Regions from separate parts of the Mus musculus genome. Here regions 2, 3 and 4 are each linked to region 1. Evidence: chromatin contacts called from public Hi-C and promoter capture Hi-C data. All regions are on one chromosome and are shown on one strand. Each heading gives the region's core, a stretch centred on a gene start, on an enhancer-like site or on the middle of the called end of the contact. The rest is flanking DNA. Distances are from core to core; before and after follow the strand shown.

Region 1 (7,536 bases), core at 2,887-5,386:
ACATAGCTCAGAGCTAAGATAGAAGAAGTGAGAAGGCCTTGCTCCGATAATGTTTAGTGAGATGTTAAAACATTGTTAAATCAGTATAGAAATAATAAGCTCCTACTGTGAAAAGTGTCAATAGTATGTAAGTGTCAATTATATGGGGAAGAGTGGGAATCTACTCTGGTTTATTATATTAGTATGCTACTGAGAAAAATTACAGAATTTTGTCTTCTAGAGAAAATCTAGCCTTTTATATCCTTAAAATTTTGTTTGCAAACTTAAAAACATTTTTAATCTTAGAAGTGTCATATGTTCAAAAAAGTAAAATATTACCTTAAATCCCTCAATTATAACGTTTTTCAAGACAGTGTTTCTCTGTGTAGCCCTGGCTGTCCTGGAACTCACTCTATATACACCAGGCTGGTCTCGAACTCAGAGATATACTTGCTTATGCCTCTGAAGTGCCAGAATTGAAGGCATACCCTACCACTGCCCTGCTTCAAATATAACTTACAAGAAGTGCAAAATATAAGTTCCTCTGAAATTAGAAAGTTAGTTTCCCAAAATCATCTTCTCTCAAGGTTGTATTAAATCCTGGGTATAACCACAACCAACCAACTAAAACAAACAAACATAGGAGAGGTTTATACTCAAATCTTGGCTCTAGTCCTTCCAAGACTTTAGCAATGCATTGTATTCTTCTGAGTCCCAAGGAGTAAATTTACTTCTAGTTTTGGTGTCCTTAGCTACAAGGTAAGTGAAATAATTGTTTTGAAGTTAAAATCTAAGGGAAGAATAGAGTCCATAAAAACCTTCTTCCATATCTATATTTTGTTATAATGAATCTTATTTGCTTTTTAAAAAGGCAGTAGCAAGGTTTTCTAAAATGCTAAGTTACACAGAAGTTTTGCTGTAAAAGAAAATAAAACTCCCTTATACTAGACAGGTGGAAAGTTGGAATTTGTAAAATTGTCCCCAAATCAGGAAGAAACTTATATGAGAAAAAAAGGTGACAGCTGAGAATAAGTTTGGAGACATTCAGGAAATTGAGGACAAATTAGTAGCATTAAACAGAATAAGGAGATAGTGACATCTGTAATGGTCAGTCTTTTTCTTACATAAAATAATCGAAGTTTGAACACAATATTAAAACCTATAGTGAAAATACATGGATTAATTATAAGCTGATCTTTTCCAGGTCATATGACCTTGGGAAAGTCACCTAGCCATTCCTTTTCCATTCCCCTTAGCCACTCAATTATTCTACCAAGACTAAAAAGATAAATAATATATAGACCCTGTTCTTACAGACTACTCTTTAAGAGAGAGATGGCTCTTTAAGGAAAACCTCCAAAGTCCTGCAATGGATAGTGTCTGAGAGTTGATGCAAAGCTCTTTAAGGGAACAAATGTGGGCAAAGAGAGCTGCACACTACAGGCAAACATCCGATCTGTGAGCTCTAGCTAGAGCCTGAAGGATGTTCAAAATCATCTTCTCTGTTCATCTCACTGTTCATCTCAGCACTTACACTGTAGTGACGATGAAACAGGACAGTATGATGGGCCTCAGAGATACAGACAGAGTTGGAGTAGGACTAAATCAAAGACAAAACTTTTTTTGTTGTTAAAAAAGTCCTTCCATAACCAACACAGCTGTGTGCCACTTAAAACTTATTTCATACCTTTCCCAGCAAACAACAAATGTCCACACTGTCATCTAGAAAATATATTAGCATTCTTGCTTTACCAGCACTGACTTACATATGGCCCACTCAAATTAATGCACTTCAAACTCCACTTCAAAACCAATTAATCCCAGATAATTTCCCTTTTGTTAGTGACTTTTCCCTTACTGTGACGTGTGGTGTTACATTATTCCTGATTTTGCTTCATTTTATGGTACCACAACTCTCCATTTTCTTTAAAAGTCCCCTTCAAACAAGACCATTTTGACTGGTTCTTCTGATCCCAGAAACAGCTTTGCATTAAAAAAAAATTAATATTAATCATGGCAAGCAAAGCACATTCAATATATAGCATATATACTTACAGTACATACTATGTATTTATATTTTAATTTACATAGTAAGCCTGCAGTTCTTTCCATTCAATATAGAAGCATCATTTTTATCATTCATTAACATTAAATAAGAATGAATTAAAACTCACTGATGATGCCAAGAAAAGAAAATATACAAGTGTATGTTTTACTGTCTACACATGGAGTGAAGAAAATGAGAGAAAAGTAAAAACCTGACCCCCCCCCCCAAAGGGTCACTTCTTGTAATGAACATGGTACAATTTCTCCAAGATTCTGCACTTAATTTTCACTTAATGAAAGCATGAATATCTGTAAAGTAAGTTCTGTGAAAGTTTCACCCATAGTTTTTGAAAATGGTAAGAAAATAGAAATGAAAAGGACTATTCTCTTAATGGCAACACTGAGCTATTCCTAAATATTATCTATCCTTTAAAAATGGCGTGTGGAAAGTGAGTGTTATCATTCAGTAGACCCCAGAAAAAGGGGTAAAGATCTAAGCTAAAGCGATCCTTCCTGTTTTACAGAACATTAGAGAGGATGCTTTGGCAAAGCTTCCACTCCACGTCAACAAACCAACTCTCTGCACCTCACAACCGTTTCTGACAAACAGGCACACTACTTTGCAACTTCTTCTATCTGCTTCCAGTACTACCACCCACCTCCCCACTCTTTCTTCCTAAGCCGACAACTCTGGTCAGAAACTGGACTTTCGGAGGACTAGACTCTGAAGATCTGTGTGACCTTGGGCACGTCATTTGCTTCTACAGTAGTCTCATTAGCATCCCAAAGTGAAAGCGCTTCGAGGGCACTTGAGAAGTATACATCCATCTGACGTATTGGAGTCAAGAGGCACAAACCTTCCGAGTTAAGAATCACCTCCTCAGAGAGGAAATTGGAACTGAGTCGGAACTGTCAACACTGTCTCTCTTCTTCCCTCAAAGGGCATAACCCCAGCCACACCGGGAGGCGACTCCCGGGCACCCACGCTCCCTCCAGGCCTAGCCAAGCTTTAGCCTCACCTGCCCGGGACCTCACCCCACCACATCCGCCCCCTCGGTCAGTGGAGACCCGGGAGGCCGACCTCACCCTTCCCCTCCACCCAAACCCACAGCGGACTTCCTGGAGGCGCCGGGCCGGGCTGGGCAGGAGGCATTTACAAACCCAGCTTTCCGCAGCTCGCGTAGAGACCTCGCTGACGCCCACAAGGCCCGGCTCCCCACCCGTCCGCCCCGCCGGCCAGAGCCTAGCCTCAGCACCTCCGCCTCGGTCCCCGCCTGACCCCAGGCCGCTCTGGCTGCCCACGGAGCCGTGCGGACCCGAACCGAGAAACCTCGCCTTACCGGCAACTGAGGCACGGACTTCACTTCCCACCTTTGGAGCCCTCTTCAACTCCCGGATCAATTCACTCCGGCGACGCCGGAAGGACCCGAAAGGAACCAGGCGTTGTCCGGAATCCTGCCCAGCAGGAGTCGCGCAAGGCCCGATGGGGATTTGTAGTTCCGCCCTCCATTTCCGTTAGCACTTCCTGCAATAGTAAGACTACATTTCCCAGAAGGCTGTGCGAGAACGCCTTAGGCAATAGGTGGGGACACTTCTAGCAAATCAGAAGAGAGTTCCCTGTCTTTGAGGGAGGGGAGGAGATGAAGAGAGAGCGCGCCCAGAAACGAGGGAGGGCGGGGCCGAGTCTCACCTGCACCAATCAGAATGAGAAGATAGCCCACAACGCCACGCCCACCGATGGGAGGTGCCCTCGGATGGGTGTAAAGAAAAGGGCGGGGGGCCAGAGGTAGCAAGCGACAGGAGGCTGGGCTGAGTCCATGGGTAGGCGGGGAGGAAGGCTCTAGGGGCTAGACCGGTGGGCTCCGCCTACTCCGAAGCAACAGTACCCCCATACCCCCAAAGGACAGCCCACTCCCGTGTTCACTGGACCAGCCGGCTAAAAGAGCTAAGCAGGACCTGAGGAAGGGCCAGGTGCGATGCCAGAGGGGAGAAAGTCCGAAATGAAGGGGTCAGAGCACCAGGAACTAAGAGACCTCGGGTACCGCTCTGCGCCTAGGCTGCGCAGATGGCAGTGGGAGGAGCCGCAGCCCGAGCTTCGGCCAATTAGAGGCGGGGAAGGCGGAGCTTGAATCTCAGAAGAAGCTTCAGCTCAGCCTAGTCTGTAGTTTCCCTGGAGAGAGGCAAGAGCAGCATCCGGAGCAGTCTCAGCCTGCCCAGCATCCTCTCCAGCATCCCGAGCGGGGATTGCAGGTGTGAAGGAGGTAAGCGTGGGCGCCACTTGCGGGCTACAGCACAGCAACCTGGGGAGGAAGGCATCTGACAATAGGAACGCCTGGATACTGGAGGAAAGAGTGCTATGTTGACTTAGGATCGCGGTGCAAACCTTTTCAGTACAATTACGTACAATTACAGACTTTGGTAGAGAGAGAGAAAAAAAACAAAAAACAAAAGGTAACTCTGCCTGGGATATTAAGGGCGTGGTTAAGGATTTTGTTTTGAGTTGCACCATTAAAACTGGTCTGGGAGATCACAAGATTGAAGAAAGCCCTGCTAATTGAGTACCAGGTGGATGGTGTCAAGCTAGATGCGTAGCTGTTAAAAAGGCAAAATTGGCATTGATAGAGAACCACTTTGTAACTGTTTCACTAAGAAAATAACTTTGTCCTCTTCAGTGCCTGACGCTTGTGTTAGTTTATCAGATTGTCCTGCCACGGACAGTCTATCCAAGATAACCGGTTGTATTGCAGGGTCTTTGGATTGCAAAAGATATGGGTTAAAGAAGCAAATAATAAGATAGGATGGGTTCCGGCTAAACCTATCCTAAGTATAACTTTTACCAGCATTAATGAGAAAATAAATTGAAATGGGTGGGTATTTGGCTTTTCCTTCCTGCTGGCGCTGGAATATTGAAACAAAGACCTGGGTTTAGCCTACAACGGGAACATATGGTGTACTTCCTCGCTGCTTCTTATTCTCTCATTTGTGTCCGGTAACGTTTGTTCGTGTTTTAAAAACAGGAGTACAAGGGAACTGTGTGGAGGAGCTTTCCTCTATTGAAGAGAGTATGTGTAAAATGATAACCTTTAGTATTTTATAATGGGCTCTCATTTTAGAGGTATATAGTATCACACAATAATAGTTCATTCTCATTGTGTGTATACTCTTTTGAATGCTAGTAATACATACGGGTGGAATTATGTTGTAATACTTGTTATGTTAGGTAGTCAATCCTACCTTTGCACCTATGACAGATTACAGCCTTTTGGGTTGGAAAAGTACTAAAATTCTACGTGCTTAGTTCATTTTTTTGTTGTGAAATAGTGTCCCAGATTATATGCCTGTTAGTCATGTAGCATATTGCAGCATACTCTGCTCTGAAATGGCTTTCTTGTGACAGTTGACTATTCCATAGGGTGCCAGAATACTTGAGATTGTTTAAAGAGGGGTCAATAAGATCCAGAAATCACCTTCTATTTTCTTCTTTTGTCATACTATTCTGGTTTACTGCAAGATTTTGAATTTTGTTTTTGCAGTGCACACAAGATGCCTTCTAAAACTAAAGTGGCTCAAAGGTATTCTCTCCATTACTTAAGGTTCAGTCCTACTAAGTGCAGATACTGATGAGAGATGCCCACTACTAAATTAATTAAATCCTTTTCTCCCACATTCTAATACACCAAAGACCTGGGCACACAGAGAAATCTTAAAAAATAAATAAATAAGCAAAACCAAGAAATATCTAGGCTTAGATTAAGCAGATCATGTAAGTATTCGAAAAAAGCTATAGAAGCCACTAAACTTAGCAGTGACAGTAAGGATGGATGTTATCTTTGGTATACTACTAGAAACCTATTAATTGGCATAGCCATCTGGCTATGTGATCTCCAGAAAATGCTTTTGGGAGAGAAAATGTGATCTGGTGGTTTAATAAAACTTGGAAAAGGTTGTCCTTGCCCTTGTTATGTGTGATGGTAGGTGCATGGTCCTGAGTCCGTCTTAGATGTTCAGGCTCTTTGCTGATTCACTTGGAAACTGAATACCTGTTGTCTCTGGTTATTCCCTCCACACACACAAAAAAAAGATAATAGTTAATTATGTGACTGGCAATGAAGTTCTTTTAGAGCCTTTGTAAGAATGACCTTTTGAAAGAATTTGATGGAAATCAGTAAATAACAAAGAAAATAAATGGATAGAAAACAATTTACATGAAAACAGCTGAAATGAAGATGTTTTTAAAATCTCATCTAACTACATAAATAGTAGGCTCTGAGATATCCTAAGACTACAGACTCATTAAGAATGAATGAGATTTCAATTTTAAAATGCCTAATATTCCCCTGTTTGTGAGATCAGATCCATTTAGGAATGTCAGTGGACTAAGTTCTTGTGTTGTTTTGGGAATAAGACTTGTGTTTCTATATGAGAGCAAATTGTGAGTATATCATACTTGGACAGTTATTTCACCTTGAACTCTTTATCTAGTTTAATTAACATTTATATCAATTTCAAATAACCTGTTTTTTTTTTCTTGGTTAGTGTTGGGAAAGGTCATTCAATTTATATAAAGTATGATATATGAAATAAAGCAGATTATTTATCCTGCTGGTCTATCCAGTGGAAACTGCTCAGGGGATGACTCCCTTTTAGCCAAAAGACTTGGTTAATTTCAAATGGCACTGTCTTTTGGACCTCTCTTTAAATTTAAAATTCTGATTCTAAGTCTATGGAGTGAAAGTAAATTGACTTGAATGCATTTCTAGCAGGAGGTTTGGAGGCTGTCCTTGACACAACAGAGAAACCACTCACAGGTTCCAGATCAAATGGTTTGGGAGTGAACTGGAAACAGGGAAATAGATATTTATAAAAATGATTGAGAAACATACCCTAGACATTAGAGAAAAGATACTTAATATTTTGTGTTAAATGCATGTAATACAGAGTACAGCCTTCCTTTTTCAACCACTAATTTCTATAGACCTATATTCAAAATGCGAACATGACATTTTTTGCACTTGTGAGTCACTGAAGTCATTAATACATTAAATTTTAAACAGTTATAGGTTATAAAAACAGAACTAATACATTTATGCTATTATTTGGAGAAAAAATTTAAGGGAAGTCAGAACTAAAGTGATATTTATTCCCTTACTTAAACAGACAATCAATTTAAACAACAACCAATTTATTTAGATTTATCAAATTTTTCTAAGGTTAAATATTGGTTTGGGAATCTGGAACAATTATTTATTCAAATAAGGATTTGTTTTGCTTTGTTACTTTTCCAGCTAACATTTTCAGTATTTCATCCTTAAATTTTGGGTAATTGTGGTTTTATTTATTTATTTATTTATTTATTTTAGGTTGTACAAATAATTGTTTTTCATCAATGTGGAGCAGTATATTTTTATTGTCATAGTCAGCACTGGTGTTCAAGGCTAGACCCACATGCATGATAGACAAGCACTTACCACTATTAACTATTAACTATGAACTATTAACTTGCTAGACTTG
Region 2 (7,536 bases), core at 3,102-5,601, 4.1 Mb after region 1:
GAGACAGTGTAATAAAATGAATGGCTGATAGTATAATAAAAATAGATGCAGGGGGATAGTTACTCATTAAATGGCATAAAAATAGAAAAAAATATGTTTTTTTGTTGTTGTTACTTTTGTTTTGCTTTCTCAAAAAAAAAATGAGCAAAGGATGTATACATTGCTCTTTATGTCAAATGAATTCCACTCAATCCATTTTTTTTAATTGTTTGAGACATGGTCTCATATAGCCCAGGCTGGCTTGGAACTTGTTAAATAGATGAAGCTGGGTTTGAACTACAGAAATCCACCTGCCTCTGCCTCTGTCTCCCAAAGGCTAAAATTAAAGGTGTTCACCACTATATCAAGCTTAATCACAATTTTTTTTATAGAAAAACTTATAATACTAAAGACTGTGATTATATATTCACATATTTTTTGATTCTTTCCCTACTGAGTGTGGACTGGACCTTTCTAGTTTCTAATAAGTGGAATATTAAAAGAAAAAAAACTAACTTTACAGTAAAAATATTATAGTTATAATTTGAATTAAGTGAATCAAATGGTATTTGAATCAAATACCATTTAAATATGACCAGCATTACAGTGATATCACATGCTATTGATATGATATGAGAAAGATTCATTACCTTTGTGGCACACACCCTCAAAATCCTTACACCTCAGTCTAATCAGGAAATCATGAGAAACCACCAAGTAAATTTAGACTGAGAGGCATTCAATAAAATGCTTATATCAAAATCACAAATGACAAGAAGCAGAGGAAGTGTCCCATGAAAATAGATGGAGGCTAACTAAAAGCTACATGGACTAGATCCTGAACCAGAAAATGGGAACCTGAATAGTTTTGTAGTATAATAACATTTCATCAATGTTAGTTTTTTGTTTTTGTTTTTTGAGACAGGGTTTTTCTGTGTAGTCCTGGCTGTCCTGGAACTCACTCTGTAGACCAGGCTGGCCTCAAACTCAGAAATCTGCCTGCCTCTGCCTCCCAAGTGCTGGGATTAAAGGTGTGTGCTGGGCTGGTGAGATGGCTCAGTGGGTAAGAGCACCCGACTGCTCTTCCGAAGGTCCAGAGTTCAAATCCCAGCAACCACATGGTGGCTCACAACCATCCGTAATGAGATCTGACTCCCTCTTCTGGAGTGTGTGAAGACAACTACAGTGTATTTACATAAAATAATAAATAAATCTTTAAAAAAAAAAAAGGTGTGCGCCACCACCGTCCAGCCAATGTTAGTTTCTTAGTCTCCATATTCACCATGATTATATATGATGTTAAGTTTGAGAAGGACACATGGGAACTCTATTTTCTCTGCAACTCATCTGAAAGCCTAAAGCAAGTACAAAATAAAAAGTTAAATAAAAAATACAGTGATAGGCAGATCGAAGACTGAAATACAAGAGCTACAGCTATTCAGATGGGCATGGTGATGTCTTTAATCCCAGTACTTAGAGGCAGAGCCAGGGGGATCTCTGTGACAATAAGGCCAGTCTAGACTACACAGGGAGTTCCAGCCCAGCTAGGGCTACACTGAGACTCCGTTTCAAAAACAAAAACAATTATGTGCTTCTTAACAGGATCAGAACCTTCCTAGTAACGATTTCAATGGCTATGTACATAGAAGCCTGTGAAACTGTTTAATTTCCGTCACAATAGTGAGGTCTTTTCTAACTTGGACTATGTCTTATAAAGCATCTACAAGTGAGGAAACTTTTGTAAATGGACTGTAAAAAGTAGTAAAGACAAGGAATTTCATTTTGACTATATAATTTACACTTTCCTGGACAGGATGAATGGTTAAGAATTTTCCATTTTAATACTATGTCTTGGATGGGGTGTGGCTCAGTTGGTAGAGTGCTTGCCTAGTTGGATCCCCAGTACATCATAAGCCATGTGGTAATGCACAGTGGGGAGATCAGAAATTCAAGGTTATCTCCAGCCACACGACAATCAGATTATAGCCAACCTGTGCTATATGAGAACCTGTTCCAAACAAAATATCCCTCATAACTTTCTGAGATGTGAAATAACGATAAGCCCTATTTACATCAGACAAATAGGAATTCAGATAGTTTCTTCTAATACTTGTCAAATTCTGAGAACAGTAATTGATCTGAAATTATCTCTGAAATCATGGAACCTGAGGCCATGGTAAATTTTTTCTTAATTAAATAGAAAGAAGAAGGCCGGGTGTGGTGGCGCATGCCTTTAATCCCAGCACTTGGGAGGCAGGGGCAGGCGGATTTCTGAGTTCGCGGCCAGTCTGGTCTACAGAGTGAATTCCAGGTCAGCCAGGGCTACACAGAGAAACCCTGTCTCAAAAACCAAAAAAACCAAAAACCAAACCAAACCAAAACAAAAGAAAAACAAAAGAAAAAAAAAGAAGACGAAATATTTTTAACAAATTATTCTTATATAAACTAATTTTATTTTTACCACCAATTACATGGTTAATATTTTTAAATATTTTAACAAAATAGTTTCTCAAGTGATACCTGGCATCAAGACAATAAATTTGAATGAAGTGGGGAAAAAAAAAACATTTGGAGTAGAAGTCTAATGTCTTGTAAATACTATACATTTCTTTTGATAATTTTAAAGAGGTAGGGAAACAAATCTTCCCTAGCTTGTTTTGCACATTAAAAAGTATTATATTGCTGGGCAGTAGTGGTGCAGGCCTTTAATCCCAGCACAGGCAGAGGCAGGTGGATGGAGCTCTGTGAGGTTGAGGCCAGCCTGGTCTACAGAGCCAGTTCCTGGGCAGCCAGGACCACACAGAGGAACTCTGCCTTGAAAAAAAATCAATCTATCAGTCGATGATATTGAAATACTTTATTAAGTCCAAGATTAAATCTTTTTTTTTTTACCCTAATTCACGGGGGAAAGATATTTATAAGTACTTATAGGCAAATTTGGTTGAGTTCAAACATACTATCATCATTTAAAAGGTATTTATTATACCCTGTAGTTTACCATATACAAGTTATCATTTACTTCTGAAAATTCATTCTATTATTTGTACAGCTACTAATTTGCTCGAGAACAGTTGGAACCGTGGCCTCTGATTCCCACCAGAGAATTTTAAAAAGGTATAACGTTTATTCCTTTGCTTAAACGAGCATGGTATCTCTCATGACCCATCTGAACATTTAGGCATAAAGACAGAGTTCCAGTAGAAAGCAAAGTCAGAGTCACTGAACACCGGATCAGCCATACACGACATACTTAGCACATTTAGTTGTCACCACTAGAGGTAACACTGAGTAATGAAAATGTAACAAATTAGCGTTTAAAGAAAAGTCACTGACTAGATCCAAGACTGCATCTAAATTAGACTGTAAACTGATGGCTCTCAAAGCATACCATCTTCTGTGGATAATAGATGCTTGGTTTGAATATACACCATATTGTTTAAACAAGTATACAAATACTTGTTTAAAAATCCCACAGCCAAATTAACTTCAGTAAAGATTTATATTAAGCCAGTTACAACAGAATTCAAGATCCTCTAAACTTCTGTTTGAACGAGGGGGTTGTTTTTAAGTAAAAACTTAAAACTATCCTGCAACTGCTTTAAGAAACACCCATAACAGAAACGCCTGGTGTTAACTCTGGATAATGCAGAAAAAATTCCGACTCCAGACATAATTGGTAATATATGAGTTAATACGATATGAGAGCTCAGACTTCAATTAAGATTAGACTATTATGGCTGCAAAGTCAGGTCAGAGCCAAGGCGAAAACCCACACAAGTTTTTCTTTCTTTCCCATTCCTAATAAGGCGGCAGATAATACCTGAGCCTTGAGGTAAAGATTAGGAGCGGCATTTGGGGGAACTCCACCGAGGGGGCAGTGTTGACAATTTTCTCTTCTCATGACCTTTAACCTAGATGATAATTCTGCCAACTGGGGCAACTCCAAGGTCGGTAAGGTAGGGTCGGCCACCAGGCGCTGACAGCATTGACCTTTGCCCTAGTTTAGCCTAAGACAATAGACAAGGAAAGAGATGCTGGCAGTACCCCGGGTGTGGCCCCAGTCTTGTTTTGTCCCAACTTATCCACCTTGCTCCTTCTGTCCCCACCAGGAGTTTCGTCTCACCAGGGCAGGACAGCTTGGTTAGTCGCACCAACATGTTCAAAGTGACCCGGAGACTTGACCAGATACAAAGGAGAGAGGCGTGGGTCTGCGGCTTGCCGAGGGTGCTGGACTTCTAGGCTACGAGGGGCGCCATCACCTGCCAAGAAGCCCCGACTGCTCAGCTTCTGTCAGCGTCTGGGCTCTGCCGACCGCCCTTGCTTCGCGGCGTACCCGCCCCTCTTCTGCTTTGCGCCGGCGCCACAGAGGACACGAAGGCCAGTAAGGTTTCCGGGTCACATACAAGCCAGGAAAAGGCAGAAGACTCCATCTCCCAGTCATCCTCAGCCAGGAACCTAGTGTGCAGAAGAGGCCGACAAGCTCTCGCGTGTGCGCATGCGCCCTAGAAGCATAGCGAGGCTGATTTGCTAGGCATTCTGGGAGTTGTAGTGTTTAGCTCCTGGAGCTGTGCGCAGGAGCCTGGTGACGCCTGGCTTGATATCTGATTGGCTGTCTGGAAAAAATGAGACGTACTTGGGGTCCAGGGCAGAGACAAACGAGAAGATGGGGCGGGACTCCGTGTGGGAGGAGGCGGAGCCTATGGGCTTTGGGCGCGAGCGGTCGAAAGGCAGTTGGTGAGGGTTCGGTTGCTTGATCCGGTCCAGTAGCCCCAGCTCACTCCCATGGCTGACTCTGAGGAGTTTCGGGCTTCTTCGCCGCCGCCGCCGCCTCCCTCATCTCCGTCGTCAGGCGCCTCTTCGTCGTCCCTCAGCATGCCAGTGAGTTTGGGCTGGCGGGATCCGAGCAGGAGTCCCGGTCCAACCGTGGACCCGCTGGAGCAAGTGGAGCTGCAGATCGGAGACGTGAGTGTCGCCGTTGCGGCTGAGAGCTGATTGCAGCTAGGGTGCTCCTGCCTGCGGTTCTTGGAGTTGAGGGCTAGCCTCGGCTCTCTCTTCCCGCATCTTTCTTTCCTTCTCCTTCTGCTAGCGGTCATCCGCAGCCCCGCTGCCAGGATCCTCTCTCCGCCTCCTCCCATCCCTCGGAGCACTTTGGGCGGTCATAGCTTGCCTCCTTGCCCATTGGTGCTTTCTAAGGGACTCGAGCTTGTGCTTCTAGTTGGCCACCAGCCCAGGGCCAGCTGGTGATGCTGTTGTGTGTCGCTTACTTGGCTCTGTGTTGGACTTGAGTGGACCAGGGCTAATCACAGCCGGCAGATGGATTTGATAGGACAGTTTAGAACAGAATCTTGCAATGCAAAAATTCTGTAAAGTTTTTGTTCAATCTCGAATTCCCAGAAATAACTTCCTGACCCCAACACGTATAACGCTGAGGGGTTGGAGGGTCACAGCGGCACTTTATTTATTTATTATTAGGTATTTTCCTCATTTACATTTCCAATGCTATCCCAAAAGTCCCCCATACCCTCTCCCACTCCCCTACCCACCCACTCCCACTTTTTGGCCCTGGCGTTCCCCTGTACTGAGGCATATAGAGTTTGCCAGTCCAATGGGCCGTTCTTTCCATTGAAGGCCGACTAGGCCATCTTTTGATACATATGCAGCTAGAGTCAAGAGCTCCGGGGTACTGGTTAGTTCATAATGTTGTTCCACCTATAGGGTTGCAGATCTCTTTAGCTCCTTGGGTACTTTCTCAAGCTCCTCCATTGGGGGCCCTGTGATCCATCCAATAGCTGACTGTGAGCATCCACTTATGTGTTTACAGTGGCACTTTATAAGGACTCTTTGAGAGGGAGAAAGGACTGAAGTATGTAGCAGACAATCTTCCTGGAGAGGGTTGTGGAATAACCACACAAAAGATTTGGAAACTAGAACTGGCTGACAGGTTTTTATTCTTTTGTCAAAAGAGATGGCTGAAGTATTAGTCCAGGTCCCTCCCCCCAAACAATACAGGTTACAAATAAATGTGAACAATAAATGCTGACATGATATAAAAAAAGTGTTATTTTATATTTTTTGGTGAAGAAAGCATTTGATTTAAAAGTGAGTTTTTCATAGCTGTGTGTGATTTTAGATGTTCTGTCAGCTCAGCTTAGAGTATAAGTTCTTTGATTTTATTATTTATTTACTTATTTATAGCTCAAAAATAAGTGTTCATGGGTGAAAATAGTGGAACAGGGCTTTTCTTACTTCGTTACCAGGCAAAGTGAGGAAGTCCTTTGGATGGCTCTGCCACTTTTAGTCAAGAGGTTTCCAGGTTGCCTTGGGGAAATATATGAGAGTTGGATGTGTTTTCTGTTAAAAATACTGACTTGTCATATTCAGTGAGTATTTTTATGGCAGGTATTCTTCCTTAAAGTTACGTTATGAAAAAATTTAGAGGCTCTGAGTGCAGCTTGGGTAGAGCTGTGTGCCTCCCCTGTTCTGAGACTTCGGCTTCAAGAAAGAACCAGTGTTTTTTTTTTTTTTTTTTTTTTTGAAAATTCATTTCTTTTAAAGAAAAACATGTGGGCATTTGATTGAAGGTTTTAAGCTATATTTAGACTATGAAGTTAGATGAGGATTTTTTTTTTTAAAAAGCGTGTGTGGGGTTCAGGGTGTAGCTCAGTGCTGGAGGTCCTGGGTACCAGTACCACAAACAAACCCGCTTGACTTTTCTTTCTTTCATTAAATTGTAGGCGGCGTTTTCATTAACTAAACTTCTGGAAGCCACGTCTGCGGTATCAGCTCAAGTGGAAGAACTTGCCCTGAAATGTACAGAAAATGCACGCTTCCTTAAGACGTGGCGCGACCTCCTGAAAGAAGGCTATGATTCCCTGAAACCCGACAACTGACTTGCCGATGTAGTCGCGTAAAGCCTTGCACAGGACCTATTTGCACGTAGAGCACATGGACGCGGCTGCCTGTCTCCAGGCATTTAGACTGAGAATGGGACTTTTCTTGGTATTCTCGACTTGGTGAAAGCAGAATACTGGGCTCTTTTATTTGCTTGTGTGTTTTCTCTGATATGGCAGTATTTTACCTTAGATGCTTTCTGCCCTCTAAGCTTTTGTCGACTCCTTTATGAGAGCTCATTCCATCCGTAAGTAATGTCGCAATAGTGCCTCCCTGCACCCAGGTCATCATTTGTTTTGTGAGAAGATGACAAGAATGCTTGAGTTGGGAGTTGAGCGCGGTGTGTCTCCTAAGGCGGGCGATGAGGATTTCGGGTGCGTGGTCCAGCTCCACAGGACACCTATTGGAAAACTGGCGGTGGCCCTTACTTACTTCCTTATCCCAGTGCCCACAGCCAGGTCACAACACTCACTGTCTGTGAATGAGACTCGATGAGTTAATTAAAGCTACTTTTGACTCCTGTCTTTTAGGATGAAGACTGTTTCTCTAAGAAAACTGTATGAATCTAAGCTTCATTGACTTGAAGGAAAAATTCTCTCTTTCATTCTCTCTATTTTAATGGGAAGCTGACATTTTTTTCTGTCTTGAAGCAGTCTTCCTGGGAAG
Region 3 (7,536 bases), core at 1,777-4,276, 4.0 Mb after region 1:
TATAATAAATAAATAAATAAATCTTTTTAAAAAATGAACACAGAGTGCTCAGCTGTGGAGTGATATGCAATGAGAACTAAACAGAGACTGGGGCGGGATGTGTTAATATCACTATTCTGTGCTTAAGAAAAGCAGAAAGAACAAAATACGTATGGTAATGCCCTCAGACAGGGCCCCTCTGTCTAGGTGAAGCCAGATCCTCAGCCTTAGGAGACAGCTCTGCTCTGTCCTCGCTGAGATGTCAGAGCCCCAGTGACCTGCCTGAGCAAGCAGACAGTTGGCGGAGGCAGCAGGTTTGGAGAGGCTGGTCTTCTCAGTAGAGATCTGGTGTTCAGTAATTGCAGAGGCTGGATTCTTAGGGCCAAAGCTTTGGCCTCAGGGGTCAAGAGAGCTTGCTGCTCTTCCAAGAGGACTGGAGTTTGGCTCCTAGTACCTACATAAGCAGGATCACAACCACCTATAATGGTAGCTCAAGGGGAACCAATACCCTCTTCTGGTCCCTGTGGGTCTCTGAATTGACATACACAAACTCAGACACAAGCACATAATTAAAAAAAAAAGTTTGATTCTTCATTTGGTTTGGTTCTAGTAATACGAATTTCATAAAAAGCCACTTACTGTGGAAAAAATCCTAGGTAGCGGGAGAGTAACTTTTACATCAGTTTTCACACCCAGACACTTGTACAACAACAGAATCATCCTGTCCAGTTTCCTTCTTATGAGAATGGAGCCAGCATTCTCAGCTTGCCCCTAGCTTTTCTTCTCTCTCCTCCTTCTTGTGTTTCCTTTTAGGAGAGTTTTTCTACGCATTCCAGACTGCCCTCAGTGATTTCAAGTTAGTAGATTAGAACAACAGCAACGTGTGTGTGTGTGTGTGTGTGTGTATTGTCTGCATGTGTTTGTCTGGATGTGTGTATGAATGTAGAGGGCAGAGTTTGATATTGAGTATGGCAGGTCTCCATCTTATTTTTTGAGATAGGGTCTCTCCTTTAACTTCGAGCACATCGACTGGCCAATTTGCTCCAGGAATCATCTTCCTTAGCACTGGGACCACTGTGTGCCCACCCCACCCAGCCTTTGAGTGGGTGCCAGGGATCCGCCTGCATATTGAGTGAGACATCTTCTCAGACCCCTGAGCACACATTTTAATTAACTTTATCATTGTCATGTGCAAGACAAAATATAAATGACCAGTTTGCTGCCCGGACATGACCAGGATAGAAGATTCCAACTGCTTTGCTGATCTGAACTAATTACTTTCCTGTTGCTGTGATTAAATACCATGAACAAGGCAACTTACAGAAGAGCGAGCTTGTTTGGGTGTTTAGCTCCTGATACTCTTGCCTCTAGTGCGGAGATTATAGGTGCTGGGTACCAACTTGGGCTGGTTAATTTTTTTCCTGGGCTGGTTTATTTATTTATTTTTTAAAGGTAAGGTCTCGTTCTGTAGTACTGACTAACCTGGGACTATCCATCTTCCTGTTTCTACCTCATAAGTGCCACCTGGCCAGTCTTAACAATGTTTTACCTCCTTTTTTGTCTTTTTGGAGTGAGTGCCTCTTTACTTAGCCCAGGCTAACTTGAACTTTGGATTCTCCTGGCATGGAATCAACTACTGGCATAACAGGCCTATGCCAAAGCTACTCGTCCTAAATGTACTTTCTTATTCTTTTTTAAAAATTGCATATTTTCTTTATGTACACTTCAAAATGTTATCCCCTTTCCTGGCTTCTCACTCCCAGAAACTCCCTATCCCACCCCCTCCCCCTGCTTCTATGAGGGTGTTCCTCCACCCACCACTCACTCCCACCCTCAATTCCCCTACATTGGGGCATCTATCCAGCCTTCATAGGATCAAGAACCTCTCCTCCCATTGTTGCCTGACAAGGGCATTCTCTGCTATACATGTAGCCGGAGCTATGTGTACTCCTTGGTTGGTGGCTTAGTGCCTGAGAACTCTGTTGGTTGATATTGTTGTTCTTCCTATGGGGTTGCAAACCCCTTCAGCTCCTTCAATTCTTTCCTTAACTCCTCAATTGGGACCCCCAACCCCCTCAGTCCAATGGTTGACTGTGAGCATCCGCCTCTGTATTTGTAAGGCTCTGGCAGGGCCTCTATATACAGCTATATCAGGCTCCTGTCAGCAAGCATTTCTTGGCATCTACAATAGTGTCAGGATTTGGTGACTGTATATGGGATGAATCCTCAGGTGGGACAGTCTCTGGATGGCCACTTTTTAAATTCTTACTGGCATAGCTCAGGCTGGCCTGGAACTCACATAGATCGTCCTGCTTCTACCTCCTCAGTACTGAATAACCACATTCAACTTTAAGTTGTGTATTTTACACCAAGCCCATTAGAAAAAAAAAAAAAAGACAGACTATTATAGGATATCTAGTTTTAACAGAAGTCAAATAAATCCTCTTTTAGATTCTCAACATCAGCGCATTTGGAGCCTTTGCTTTAGACTGGGTCACTTACAACTTAACGGCCAAATGACAATAACATGGCAATAGTAACTGGACATCTGTTATTTATTAGAAGCCACATGTTTATGTCAGGCATTCTGATAAGTAATTTATGTCTTTAATTTCCAAAACGCCTTCCCTAGGTAGGTAGGCATTAAGAAAAAGAAGGCACCAATTAATTTATGTATGTGCGCTTCTGTGTGCATGCTACGACATACTCGTGGAGATCAGATGGCAACTGGGTGATAACATTCTTTCCTTTCACCTTACGGATCCTGGGGATCAGACTCAGGTCGTGCCGCCTAGCCACCATGTCTGCTCAGAGGAGGCATTTTTATCCCCATTTTACAGACGAGTAAACTAAGTTTCGTTGTAGTTACTGGCATTTCGTGGCAGAGTCGAGGCTAGGATGGTTTCCAAATTCTCCACCCAGCGATGCAGCAAACACCAGGGAACGGCGCACACACTAAAAAGAAACCGACGGCCACTACAGCCACCTAAAGAGAAGCATTAGGGGCCAGGCGCAGAAACCGGAAGGTGAAGGCGCCACCGGAAACCAGAGTACAGCTTCCGGCGGTGCGCAGGAAGTAACTCTTCCGCGCGTTGCCAGGTTATAACGTAGAGGGGCAGTAGAGTTTGCTCCGGTCTCGCGCACGAGGTGCTCGTGTCCCGCTGCCCAGTGCCCGCAGTGAAGATGTCCCACGCATCCCCGGCAGCCAAGCCCTCCAACTCCAAGAACCCGCGAGTCTTCTTTGACGTGGACATCGGCGGGGAGCGAGGTGAGCGGCGCGAACGGCTCAGCGGTTCCCTCGCCCGGGGCCTCCCTGCTGCGGTTCTCCTTGGCCCGCTGGCTGTTCGGCGGCTCGGGGCCTGGGATCCGGAGGGGGATAGCAGCCTAGGTCCCAGACGGAGCGAGCCCTGGCCTCCACGAGTCCAGATTGCGCCCTCTCCCTTCCGGTGGAAGTTTCTGGAAATTTCTACTTCTACTTTAGGGATCGTGGCGTCCCTATCGTTTGTCTCTTTTTGATCGCACTTCCCTGCAACCTTTGCATCACTACTTACTATAAAGTGAAATGATTTGACGAGTAGTGGTGGATAGTTCGGTATGCTTCCTGGATATGTGCCTGGGGGGCTCAAGACACGCCACGTGCCTCTTGGTACACGAACTACATTGGGAGCTACCAGATCATTTTCAAATTAGAGTGACTTTCGTGCTTAGTGCTTTTTCCTTATTACTGATTATAGTAGCAGTTTAAGTAGGCGATCGTTTGTGCTGTTTTGGCATCATGGAATTGAGCACTATGTCTGTATGGTTACCTAGGATTCAGAGCTAAGAAGCCCTAAGCCAGTGGCTTAACCGGTGGGTGGAGGAAACTCCTTGGAGGGTGGGTTGTTAAACGACCATTTCACCGAGTTGCATATCAGATATTTTCATTACTAATCGTAACAGTAGCAAACTTACAGTTATGATGAGGAACTATATTAAAGGGTGGAAGCATTAAGAAGGTTGAGAAACACTGTCATAAGCCCTCGTGTTGCTTTGTAACTCAATTGGGCTTTTCTGAAGCATGTTAGAGTTGTAGGCCAGACCTGCTGGGATGGGTACACACACGGGTATATATGCATTCACTTTGTTTTGTAACAGATTTTATTGTTAACTGTCTCTTGGATTCTTGAGAAGGGAACTGTTTCAGAGGTTACAAAAGGCAGTTTCCATAGAACACAGAGTGGACTATGTCTTCTGTTAGTTACTTAGCGATTAGAAATTCTGAGTGCAGGGCCCCTGAGATAGGTCAGCAGGTAAAGGTGTCTGCCACCAACCCTGAATCCCAGCGATTGTCCCATGATCTCCACACTACATGCCTCAGCCTCACACATAAAATAAAATTTTTTTAAAAATATTTTTTAAGGATTTATTTATGATTATATCTAAGTACACTGTAGCTGTCTTCAGATGCCTTCAGAAGAGGACATCAGATCTCATTTCAGATGGTTGTGAGCCACCATGTGGTTGCTGGGGTTTGAACTCAGGACCTTCGGAAGAGCAGTCAGTGCTCTTAACCACTGAGCCATCTCTCCAGCCCAGAATAAAAAAATTTAAAAGTCTGAATATTATTTAAGTGATTTAGGGTTTTAAATCCTTTGTACATTAAACCATGTTGTGCTTCCTAGGCAGCTAATCGCCTGGATGCTGTAATTAGTTATAATCTTGTGTTGTTTCAAGTTTAGATCTACGAAGCTTTCCTTAGACTAAATAGGAATCGTAGAAAAATGACAATGAGATGACAGTGACACGGATCTGACAGTTCCGTGTTTGGGCTTATTTTCAAGGGAGATGAAGTTTGTATGCATACCCGAGGCACTGCAGCGTTATTCACAGTAGCCAACACACACAGCACCAATCTAGTGTCTGTCAAAGCATGAGAACATACACCGTGCTGTATACACAGTAGAATATAACACTGGCCTTTAAAAGAGGGAAATCTTATTTATAACTTTGTAGTTAACTCTAGAGGATAGTATGGTGCATGAAATAACCTACAATAGGCTCTCACGTTTGTGGACTCTTTAAAAAGTTGAACTTAGAGAAGTAGCATGATAGGTACCATAGCCTGGGAAGATGGCAGTTAAAGGATGCACAATTTCATTTAAAGAGTGGTAAGCGCAGAAGATCTGTCCACAGCATTGTGACTCCAGTTAGTGACGTGGTTAAAGAGAACTGAATGACACGTTGGATGAGGTGTTAGCCACTGGTTGTGTAATTCGTTATCTCCGTTTGGTTTGCCTGTTCAGTTTGCACACTGACAAGATGTCCTTTTCTTTTCCTTCAGTTGGCCGAATTGTTTTAGAATTGTTTGCAGATATTGTTCCCAAAACTGCAGAAAATTTTCGTGCGTTGTGTACAGGAGAAAAAGGAACTGGGTCCACGACCGGGAAGCCTCTCCATTTTAAAGGATGCCCTTTCCACCGAAGTACGTATACAAACTTCCTCTGTCCAAATAGCTTGATATGTATATTAGTCCTGCTCTTAAGAAGGGACGGCGAGTGTTAATTTCTTTTTTTCTTTTTTTGAGACAGGGTTTCTCTGTAGCCCTGGCTGTCCTGGAACTCACTTTGTCCACCAGGCTGGGATTAAACTCAGAAGTCCGCCTGCCTCTGCCCCCCAAGTACTGGGGTTAAAGGCGTGGGCCACCACGCCCAGCTCAGAGTGTTAATTTCTTGAAGGATACTTAGACAAAGTGGTAGCTCAGTGTCATAAGGGCTTGGTGGTATGCCGTAGGATTGATGGTCGGAGTGGACTATAGTTTATCTCATATCATCTGTCTTGTAACTCTCTTCTTCAAACCATTTCATTGGTAAAGAAAAGGCATGGCAGATAAATAAGCTGATTTTAGGTCATTTGACAGGCTGGGCAGAATGTTTGAGAAGTATTTGACATTTGGTGTCCAGAACACCTTGGTAATGTGTGATTAAACTATTACTTCATACAAATTACTTGTCTGCTATCCTAGGGGTCTGTGGGCTCAGCGGAGCTCGGGAGCCACACACACTCACCATTCTGTTTTCTCAGCTAATGACAGTCTAAGTAAGCACAGTAAATATGTCTGAATAAACAAGTACGTGACAGTGTCAGCAACTTTCCTGTATTGCAGGGGAGTGAACCCAGGGTGTCACTATACCCTGATTTACACACCTAGTCCGCTGGTTCGGTTTTCTTAAAAATACTGTTAAGAAAAATGAGCCAAGTGTTGATTGTGCACACCTTTAATCCTGGCACTCAGAAGGCAGAGGCAGATGGATCTCTTGAGTTCCAAGACAGCCAGGACTGTTACACAGAGAAACCCTGTTTTGAAAAACACCAAAAAAAAAAAAAAAAAGAGAGAGAGAGAGAGAGAAATATGAGCACTGATTTTTAAAATGTTTTAAACTTGACTTCACTTTTGTATTTAATAATGTATAAATGTATGCTCACAAAAATGTATCTAGAAAAGTTAACATGGGAAGGGAGGGAAGGGAAGATGATATTTAAGGAATTCATTGTTGGAGAAGACAAGATTATTACATGTAATAAAATGGAAGTAGAGTTAGTGTAACGTCTTTCGGTAACACTTATACAGAGATAAAGGGAAGCTACCTTTGACTTAAATCAGAGAGTTAATTTTTTGAGAGTTGGTGGGGAGTCACTAATGAGTATGTTGGAGTTAGGTTGTGAGAAGTCTTCAAGTAGAGTTGATGGCTCAAGACAGGGGAGGAGGGCTGGGGCACCACAGGGAGGAGGGCTAGGGGCGACACAGGGAGGAGGGCCAGGGCCACTACTAAAGTTGAACTTAGGAAGTAGTCTTTAGTACTCATTCATTAGCACTGCTGAGATAACCTGCTTTAGTTACTAATGGTCATATTCCTATTCCTTTTTTTTTTGCAGTTATTAAGAAATTTATGATTCAGGGTGGAGACTTCTCAAATCAGAATGGGACAGGTGGCGAAAGTATTTATGGTGAAAAATTTGAAGATGAAAATTTTCATTATAAGGTAAAGAAAAATTCTTGTTTTTGCTAATAGAAAGACTATATATTTGAAATATACTTGGATTATGACACTAAAAAATACCTTTGGATGTGGCCAGATTGTTGTCTGGCCCCCTCCCCCTCCTTGGTACTAGGGCCTCTTATGCCAGACAAGATGTTCATCACTCAGCTGCCCTTTCCCATTTCTATTTTGAGACTGGGTCTTTTCCTAGTTGCTCAGGTTAGCCTTAAACTCATTCTAGCTTAGCCACGCCTTGAACTCCCAATCCCTTTTACATACCCTACTTAGGCACTGAGATTACAACCCTGTGTTGGCAGGCCTGGCGTGGGTTATACTTTCCTTGTAAAGAGCTGGTATTTATAGACAAGCATTTCTAAGGGTGTGTGGTACCGAGGATGAGCTCGGTCTCGTGCATGCCAGGCAAGCTCTCTACCACTTGAGCCTCGTGCCAGCTCACTAGGCTTCTTTGCTATGGAAAGGATTTATCCAGTAGCAGCTTGCTTTTTGAGACGAGGTTTTACTGTGTGATCCAGGGTGCTCT
Region 4 (7,536 bases), core at 2,545-5,044, 3.7 Mb after region 1:
TGCTCCCAGGCCACAGGCATCAATGACGGCAAACAGCAGAGAGGCAGCAGTACCAGGTTGTTAGGCTGGGTATATTCGATACATTTGCAGTTTGCCAAGATGATCTACTTTGTTTTGTTTCAGCTGTCATTTAGACTCACAATGAATTCCACTAAGTGACTTTGCAAAATAAAACTATGTCCTGCACTCTTGGGAACTCTGACAGCTGCATTCCTGAGCATTAGCAACTCAGCCAAAAAGGTTAGCAAAACAAAAGAAAAAAAACAAAGTTTAATGCTGGAAAAGTAAGATTACCAACTAGGAGGAGATAGGATGGGAGTTACTGCACACATATCCTTGAAAGTAAAGACTTAAACACACCACAGAAGCAATCTCAATGGGCCTGAATTCAACAAGTTAATAAAATAGTTGAACAAAAAATTTATTGTATGAAGCCTTGGGGTATGATGCTGTTTGCAATTTATTTACATTTCTTACTTCATTAAATTGCCTTGGTGACCACAATTCTCATTTAAGTGATTAAAGACATAAGCCCAAGTCATTGAATAAAGCAGTTACTTAGCCGTCCTGTTTTTTCAACAGAGATGCATTGAGAAGTATCAATAGAATGTTTATTGCTCCTTCTTTTCCAGGGAGTATATTACTTGAGAATACAGTGCGCCATTGAGAAGGAGGAGGACAGGTTTCCAGACACACAATACAGGGTAAAGACTGGATTAAAAGTCGTTTCCCCTTCTAGGACTACCAGCTGAAATACTGGAAGCCTCTTGGCTAAAATCTCAGGTGATAATTTCTCCGTGTGTTTCTCCTTACTGCCTACCTTCCCTCTGGGAGTAGCTTGCCACTTTCCAGATACATATGAAAAGTTCTTAAGTGTCAAAGTCCCTAAGACTCTCCAGCCCCAGAAGCAACAGTCACCAACTGCTTAACTTGCTACACTAGGGTAGTTAGCAAAATTACTTTCAAGCAACTGACTAACCTAAATCCAGAACTTGTCTTCAAAGAGTCTGGTAAGGCCGGCTAGGGAAGGGAGGAGGAGCTAGACCCAACAAGAATAAATAAGTAAATAAATGCTTTCATTCATTCCTTTCCAGAACCTTGCGGTTTTGCCTGTCACACAAACTCCTTTATCAAAGTCAGTCTTCAGAAATAGGATACTCCACAGCAAAGCTTCCCTAATTCTTGTTCTTCCAGTTGAATCAAGCGATACCACCATGTTGTTTTTACTCATATTACAGAAACACTCAAGCATCTATGAGAATATACCACATATGGAAAAGCTCCCACAGGTGCAACCAACACTGCCTGTTTTCTACTCGAGGAGAATTCCAACTTCTGGATAAATTACTTCTGACAACTTAGGGAAGGATGGAAAAGCACTCATAGTTCAAACTAATTTCTCTTTAAAGCGATAAACAGAGCTGGGGGGTTCACACTGGTAAAAACCAAATGAACATCAAAGTTAACAGGGCTGACACTTAAGAATGTTCACCATGTTTGGCAGTTTCTCTGTTTGCTTCTCCTGAGGTCAGGTGGGGTAAAGACAGCTCCCAGATTCTCAATGGAGCTTTTAGCTAGCTGGGTATATAGTAACCCGCCCACTTTCTCACTGGGCCAAGAGTCCTCTGTTAGGTTGGTTTCTATATTCCACACCACTGGCGGGGGAACATAGTAGTCTAACAACAGCCTATTTACTTGGCCAATCCACAGGCTGTCCAAGTGGAAGGTGTGCCTCTTCCAGACTTATTTGGTAACCCACCATCTCTACCTCCCCACCCCTACACACACACACACACACACACACACACACACACACGCATGCACAGCCCTCCCTACCTGACAGTAGGTTCCACTGTTATTCTAACTAATCAACCTAGCACCCCATTTCACCCTCCCCATTTCTACACCAGGCCTCGGACATCACTGACTATCCTTGTTCGGTTTGCATGTGTAATTTCACTTGGCCATTTCAAACTCTGTTCTTGAAAAGAACTGAGAGATCGCGTGAAAGTTGCTTTGCCTACACAATAAACTGGCAGTGTCTTTTCAAGAGCAGAAAATGGGTATAAGTGACCGTTTTAACAAATAGAGATGATGAAGACACATGAAGGGCAGCTATACCACCACCAGAGAAGGGAGCAGATCAAAGGCGTGCATGCTCAGTGCCTGATAAAAACTGCCCTTTGGAGTAGGTACTTCTGAAGACGTGAAGTGAACGTTCTTATGCGATTACAGTCCATCTCCCAGGCTTGGCAAGTGTAATCTATATTCATATCCCACAAGTGACAGCTCCACCAAGCAAAAGGAAAACCATCAAGAACAACAGTACCAGGTGCCGTTCTTGGGGCTTGTCCAAAAGCAGCCAATGGAAGATTCGCTTTTATTCTAGTCTCTCGCCCATTAAATAATCATCATCAGAGATGGGCAGCACTTGGATTTGGACAGATGGCATCCCATCCCCAGACAAGCAAAGCAACTTTTGTCAAGTATCGGATCCTCGCTGTTTTTGCTGGCCCCAAGGATCTGTAGATCTTCTTTGCCTGCAGGGTTGGCAAGCAGGATCGCCTGTAGTCGCCATCCCAACATTTAGGAATCTACGTCATGTAGCCAGTAAGCAACGGAAATCAAACCACATTTTTTATAACACTCCTCCCTCGCTAATCCAATCTAAGAAAAATCAAATCTAACCCACCAGCTATCCCTCCGTTTAAAAATAAAAAAAAAAACCTGAGGATAAACAATTGTATAAACGTTAACCACTCATCTAATTTTGACCATATTGTGCAAACCGAAAGAATCTGCCCTGCGAAGAAGACGGAGTCGAATACGCCTGTTCTGCACTTACATCTACAATTGGAATGAAAAGCGCTGGCCTGTCAACTTTTTCCTTTCGATGGATAACAACATTCCTCTTTCAAGAAAGTAAAGTAGTAACTAAAGACAGGCTTTCACTTTACAAGGCCCACCTAGGCCAGTCAGTTCATCGCACAACCCTGCAAGTTCCTGCTTACAGCTCATTAAACACCCCTAAACTCTAAAGATGGGATACATGCAAGAGAGTAACTGAGCCTGCAGTCAGGGTGACAAGAGTACCCGGCCGAGAGGAGCTGAGACCTGACCCCAAGACTCAACCCCAAGGAGTGTGGCCGGAGAAAGGCATACCCTATAGACAACTAGTCCCGCAAAGGCGCAGGCAAGGTCAGCTACGGGGAGCGCAACGAAAAGGACAGCAGAGGAGAGGGCAGCAATCGCAGAACAGTCTGAAAAGAATGCCCTTGGAAGTTGGGGCAGGGAAGGTCCTGGATGGGGGAAATGGGATGCTTCCCCAGCAGAGGAGTGCCGGGGCACTGGAAGGGCGCAGTCTGCAGACACCAACCCCACGGCGGGTGGCGGCGCGTCTCACCTGGGGGGTCCTCTCGGCGGGGTTCTTCATCACCGCTTGGCGGAAGCTATTATCCACGTAGGACGCCATCTCCCCCTGCGGGGCGCACCGGGTCCGCTCCACACACTCGCCGGCCTCCCGGCCCAGCGCCACTGCCCGAGGCAAACCAGCCCAGGCGCGGGGCCGGGGCGCAGACAGCACGAAAGGTCCGTGCAGCCCGGAGCTGCCCTCCTCCTCCTCGCGGCTTGCTGTCCGTAGACTCGGACTCAGCGACTGCCCGGCAGCGCTCCCGATCGGTCGCGGATCGCGCTGGCCCCGGCGGGCCGAGTTATTTTTAGGGAGGTGCAAGCGACGGCGGGCGGAGCCTCTCCGGCGGGGCCCTGGCTCTACCCGCTCCGGCCGCGCTCGCTCTGACGCGTCCCGGGTCCTCGCGCGCCGGTCGAGAGGGAGGGCCGCGCGCTGAGCCTGGTGAGCCCGGCTCAGGTCTGGGAGCCACCGAGCCCGCTGGCCTCGGCCGCCGTGGCCGCGCCGCGCCTCCGTCTACTGTCGGCCGCGCCTCCCGACTGCTGCTGCATCCCCGCGGGCCGCGCAGCTCCAGCCGCCCGCCCCCATCGGCGCCTGAGCGCGGCTGCTCCCCGCGCGGCCCCCGCGCTCTAGGCAACTTTGTGCGTCGTCCGTGCGGCGGGCGGGCGCGGCGGGCCAGACACGGGTCCCCGGCGGGCGCGAGGCCGAGAGCGGAGCGCGCAGCCCCGCCAAGCGTCTGCTGAACGGCGACCGCCTCCTCTTCCCCGCCTCTTCCTTCTCCTGCGCCTCGGCGGCCGCCGGAGCCACTCTTCAGGGAGGAAGCGGCCTCCGGGGCTTGTTGCTTTGTGCTGCAACCATGGTGAGGAGTGAGTGACGGGCCGGGGGCCAGTCGGAGGCCGCCGCATCATCGGGGGCGGAGCGCCCCGTGGCGCCGGCCCGCCCCATCGCTGGCCTGGCGGGGCCGCGCCCTCGCTGAGAGCCGCGTTCTGCCGGGGCCAGGTGCGGTGGGAGCCAGGACAGCCGGGGCTGTTGCGATCGTTGATCCCATAGCTGAGCGGCCGCACCCCGACTCTCTGGCCTAGACCCCACATCCCAGGCCTTGCGGCACGTCTCCCGCCTCTTCCCGGGCTGGAAGCTGACCCCACCCGGGAGAGGTCCCTGTGAGGACTCGGCTGCAGTGGCAGGTCTTCCCAAAGCTTAGGGCTGACTGGGATTTTGCTTCGGTGGCAACATTAACCATCCTTGGATTCTGTTTATTTGTAGTGACTGCAAGGACAACGTTGCTCTCCTACCTTCCGCGCTCACTGACATCTAAACCCTTAAATGACTCCTGCGTTAGTCAGGTAGGAATGTGGCTTTCCAACTCCAGACCTGGTATCACATCGGACAAGAAAACACCAGGTCAGCCCGTTGTAATCTAGAGGCCAAGACAGCAAGTTCTCTGACATAATCAAGAATGAATAATCCTAGGTCGGACTTTGCCTTCCACTGGGCAGAGCACCTTCTCAGGATCGCGAGTTTCCAATCCAGACTTGCCCGGTACAAAGCCCATATTAGTGTGTTAAGATGTCCCTGCTCTTGGGAGTTCATCCCTTCCTGACCAGGCTTGAGGTGTGCAGCGTCAGCCTCAAAGAAGATTGCAGTGTTTGAAGTCTGTGTGGAGACTAAAGACAATTGTTATTCAAACTTAAAAACCTTTTTTTCAAGCATATTTTTCGATATCCAGTTTATTATTGTAAGCAATTGGGACAGGCTGTCAGCTAGTAGGGGAGGAAGTCCTTAAATTCGCCAGCACAGCGCTAAACGGATTGCATAACTTCCAAAAAGAAAGGATCTGCGGGGGCCAAAATTTAGAGAACTGAGTCTAAGTTACAAAGTATATCTAATAAGTCCGGTTTTATTGCTTTTACAGCAACTGCTTCCTGCTTTATCTGAAGTCCTAGAGCAGCAACTTGAATTCTCCAGGCTAAACCTCCACTTCAAAAGCAAAATAACAGAAAAAGAGAATTTTAAACCCAATGATCTGCAAAATACATATACCCGACATTCCCCATTTGGAGTCTATGCGACATTTCAGAGTGTGTGTGTACAAATCTGGTTCCACTTTTCTTGTCCCAAACATCCCCCATCCACAGCCTTAAATGTCCCAATTAATAAGACACCATTATCACCATCCAGGTTCCCCAGGGTTCATCCTAGTATCTTCTTAATTTCTTTCTCCTCTATGCAACAAAGTTTGGTACAGCCTTCTACCTCAACTTTCAAAGTTCTAATAGATGTGTATTCCAGTCCCTACCACCTTTCCTACAGTGATCATGGTCCAAAGCACTACAACCCTCTGATTGCATTTTTCTATAGTTATATCCCTAGTACCCTTTTTCTTTCTTTCCTTCTTCCTTTCTTTCTTCCTTTCTTTCTTTCTTTCTTTCTTCCTTCCCTCCTTTCTTGTTTCTTTGTTTCTTGTTTATTTGTTAGTTTGTTTTCCTCTGAGTAGCCCATTCTCATGACAGCAGCCGGTGTAAATGTGCTCCCGTGAGTCACTGCTTATCTTCCATGACATTCATCCCACAAGCCTAGAACTCTGTGGCCTCAATGACCCCTGAACCTAGTCCTCCAACCTGTGACCTCTTCTGACCTACTCTCATATCCACTATGTTCCCTACTCAGTTCCTCAGGCACACGAGCTTCCATGCTGTTTCTAAAGAAATAAAGCAAATGTGGATCTCCTGGCCTTCCATCTGCTGTTCCTTCTACTGCTGTGTTGGCTCTACCTTTCCCCTTCCACCCACGGAAGAAAAAGAAAACATATGTAACAGATGGAATGCTGCTTTCCACCTCCTTTGCTCTTCTCTCATCTTTATTCAAATATCATCTTCCCCATGGTTGCGTAGCCTACCTTCCTGGCTTTATTTAACACCTAACCTGCATATTGTATTTTACTCATTTTGTATTTTCTTACTCCACTGTAATGTCAGCTGTGCACGTCAATGATTTTTATTTTGTTGACCTCTATACCAACTAGTATTATTGGATGGATACTCGAATTACTCAAATACCTTATAGTTGTATGATATATATTATTATCACACCTATATGGTGGGAAAAAGGAAGTTGCAAGAGGACACACAAGCCCACTAAGCCTGTCTTCTGTCCTACAGAAAGAATGCATTTACTTCGTGCTGAAGATTTGCAAGTATCAAATACAACACATGCAAAGATGTTGCACAGTGCTTGAGCCATAGTATGAACTCAACAAATAGTTGTTATTTTTAAGATCATATTCGTCATCCCCACCCTTTGAGGTTTGTGGACAGTTATTATCATCCTGTTTACAGATGGGGAAACTGGCAATAAAGTGGGCTGTGTGATTTGCCCTAGTTCCAGGCCTGCCTTTAGCTTTGGGGTGATCTAGAGCAAGCTAACAACATGAGACTCCTATAACCTATCATAAATACTGAGAGCAACAACTGAACCAGGCAGTCCTGGTACAGGGAGTATTGACTGCTGCCTGTACATTGTATTCTTCAATGTGTCTCTGCCTCTGCTCATCCCACACAAAGACTCACATATTTGAGATCAGATAATTTTGTGTAAAGTGTACCACACCCCTCACAAGGGACACATATGGTCTCTCCTCGTTCCACTTTGTGGTCGTGGTTGGTGAGCCCAGAAAGTAGGAAGGTCTACTTTCATACTGATAGGAAAGGATGGAATTTGCAGAGGAATCAGCAAAGCATGGGTGTTGGGCAGAAGCATCTTCAGCCATATCTGTTAGAAAATTGTGAATTCCAGATTCAAACTTCTCTCTTCCTTTCCTCCCTTCCTCTTCTCTCCCCTTCCCTCCCCTTCTCTCCTCTTCCTCTGGTCTTCTCTCCTCTCTTCTCCTCCTCCTTCTCCTTCCCTCTCTCTCCCCACCCTCTCTTTCTTCCCCTCCCCTCTGAGTGTTCCACTGTGATACTGAACTATACCAATGACCTTAGGTAAGGCCTAATAGTATACCTTCTGCACCAACCAAATGACTAACTCAGGTTCAACTTCGAAGCTATCATTTGACATCAATTAAAGCTAATATCCTCACTATTTATAATCCACTTATCTACATATGTCAACAAAGCTATCACCACTCAGAA

The links. Promoter capture Hi-C pulls out the DNA fragments that hold promoters and counts their contacts. Hi-C and Micro-C count contacts between places; a contact is called where the count stands out from the background.
Region 2: a Hi-C map of neutrophils shows a contact between it and region 1, with 13 times the contacts expected there. The contact joins the promoter of Etfdh here to the promoter of Serpini1 in region 1. A contact is called at or near these places in 4 of 39 promoter capture datasets (the C10 cell line, cranial neural crest, liver and 1 more), 9 of 484 Hi-C or Micro-C datasets (CD4 T cells, CD8 T cells, brain and 5 more) and 1 of 9 other capture datasets (liver).
Region 3: a promoter capture Hi-C map of pre-B cells shows a contact between it and region 1. The contact joins the promoter of Ppid here to the promoter of Serpini1 in region 1. A contact is called at or near these places in 2 of 39 promoter capture datasets (cranial neural crest and pre-B cells) and 1 of 484 Hi-C or Micro-C datasets (B cells).
Region 4: a contact with region 1 is called in a Hi-C map of regulatory T cells, with 11 times the contacts expected there. The contact joins the promoter of 6430573P05Rik here to the promoter of Serpini1 in region 1. A contact is called at or near these places in 1 of 39 promoter capture datasets (pre-B cells) and 2 of 484 Hi-C or Micro-C datasets (regulatory T cells and uterus).

Annotation. Positions count from the first base shown.
Region 1 is chr3:75,553,357-75,560,892 of GRCm38.p6, forward strand. It overlaps Serpini1 (serine (or cysteine) peptidase inhibitor, clade I, member 1), which reads left to right and starts at 4,137. Exons shown (of 9, transcript NM_009250.3): 1 at 4,137-4,286. Pdcd10 (programmed cell death 10) reads right to left here and starts at 3,496. Exons shown (of 8, transcript NM_019745.4): 1 at 3,366-3,496.
Region 2 is chr3:79,624,416-79,631,951 of GRCm38.p6, forward strand. Etfdh (electron transferring flavoprotein, dehydrogenase) reads right to left here and starts at 4,352. Exons shown (of 13, transcript NM_025794.2): 1 at 4,103-4,352. The coding sequence starts at 4,136. 4930579G24Rik (RIKEN cDNA 4930579G24 gene) reads left to right here and starts at 4,664. Exons shown (of 2, transcript NM_029482.1): 1 at 4,664-4,941; 2 at 6,714-7,536. The coding sequence starts at 4,762. The coding sequence ends at 6,869.
Region 3 is chr3:79,588,311-79,595,846 of GRCm38.p6, forward strand. Ppid (peptidylprolyl isomerase D (cyclophilin D)) reads left to right here and starts at 3,027. Exons shown (of 10, transcript NM_026352.4): 1 at 3,027-3,247; 2 at 5,300-5,440; 3 at 6,892-6,998. The coding sequence starts at 3,163.
Region 4 is chr3:79,283,061-79,290,596 of GRCm38.p6, forward strand. 6430573P05Rik (RIKEN cDNA 6430573P05 gene) reads left to right here and starts at 3,795. Exons shown (of 2, transcript NR_165170.1): 1 at 3,795-4,749; 2 at 5,319-6,783. It also overlaps a transcript of Rapgef2 not described here.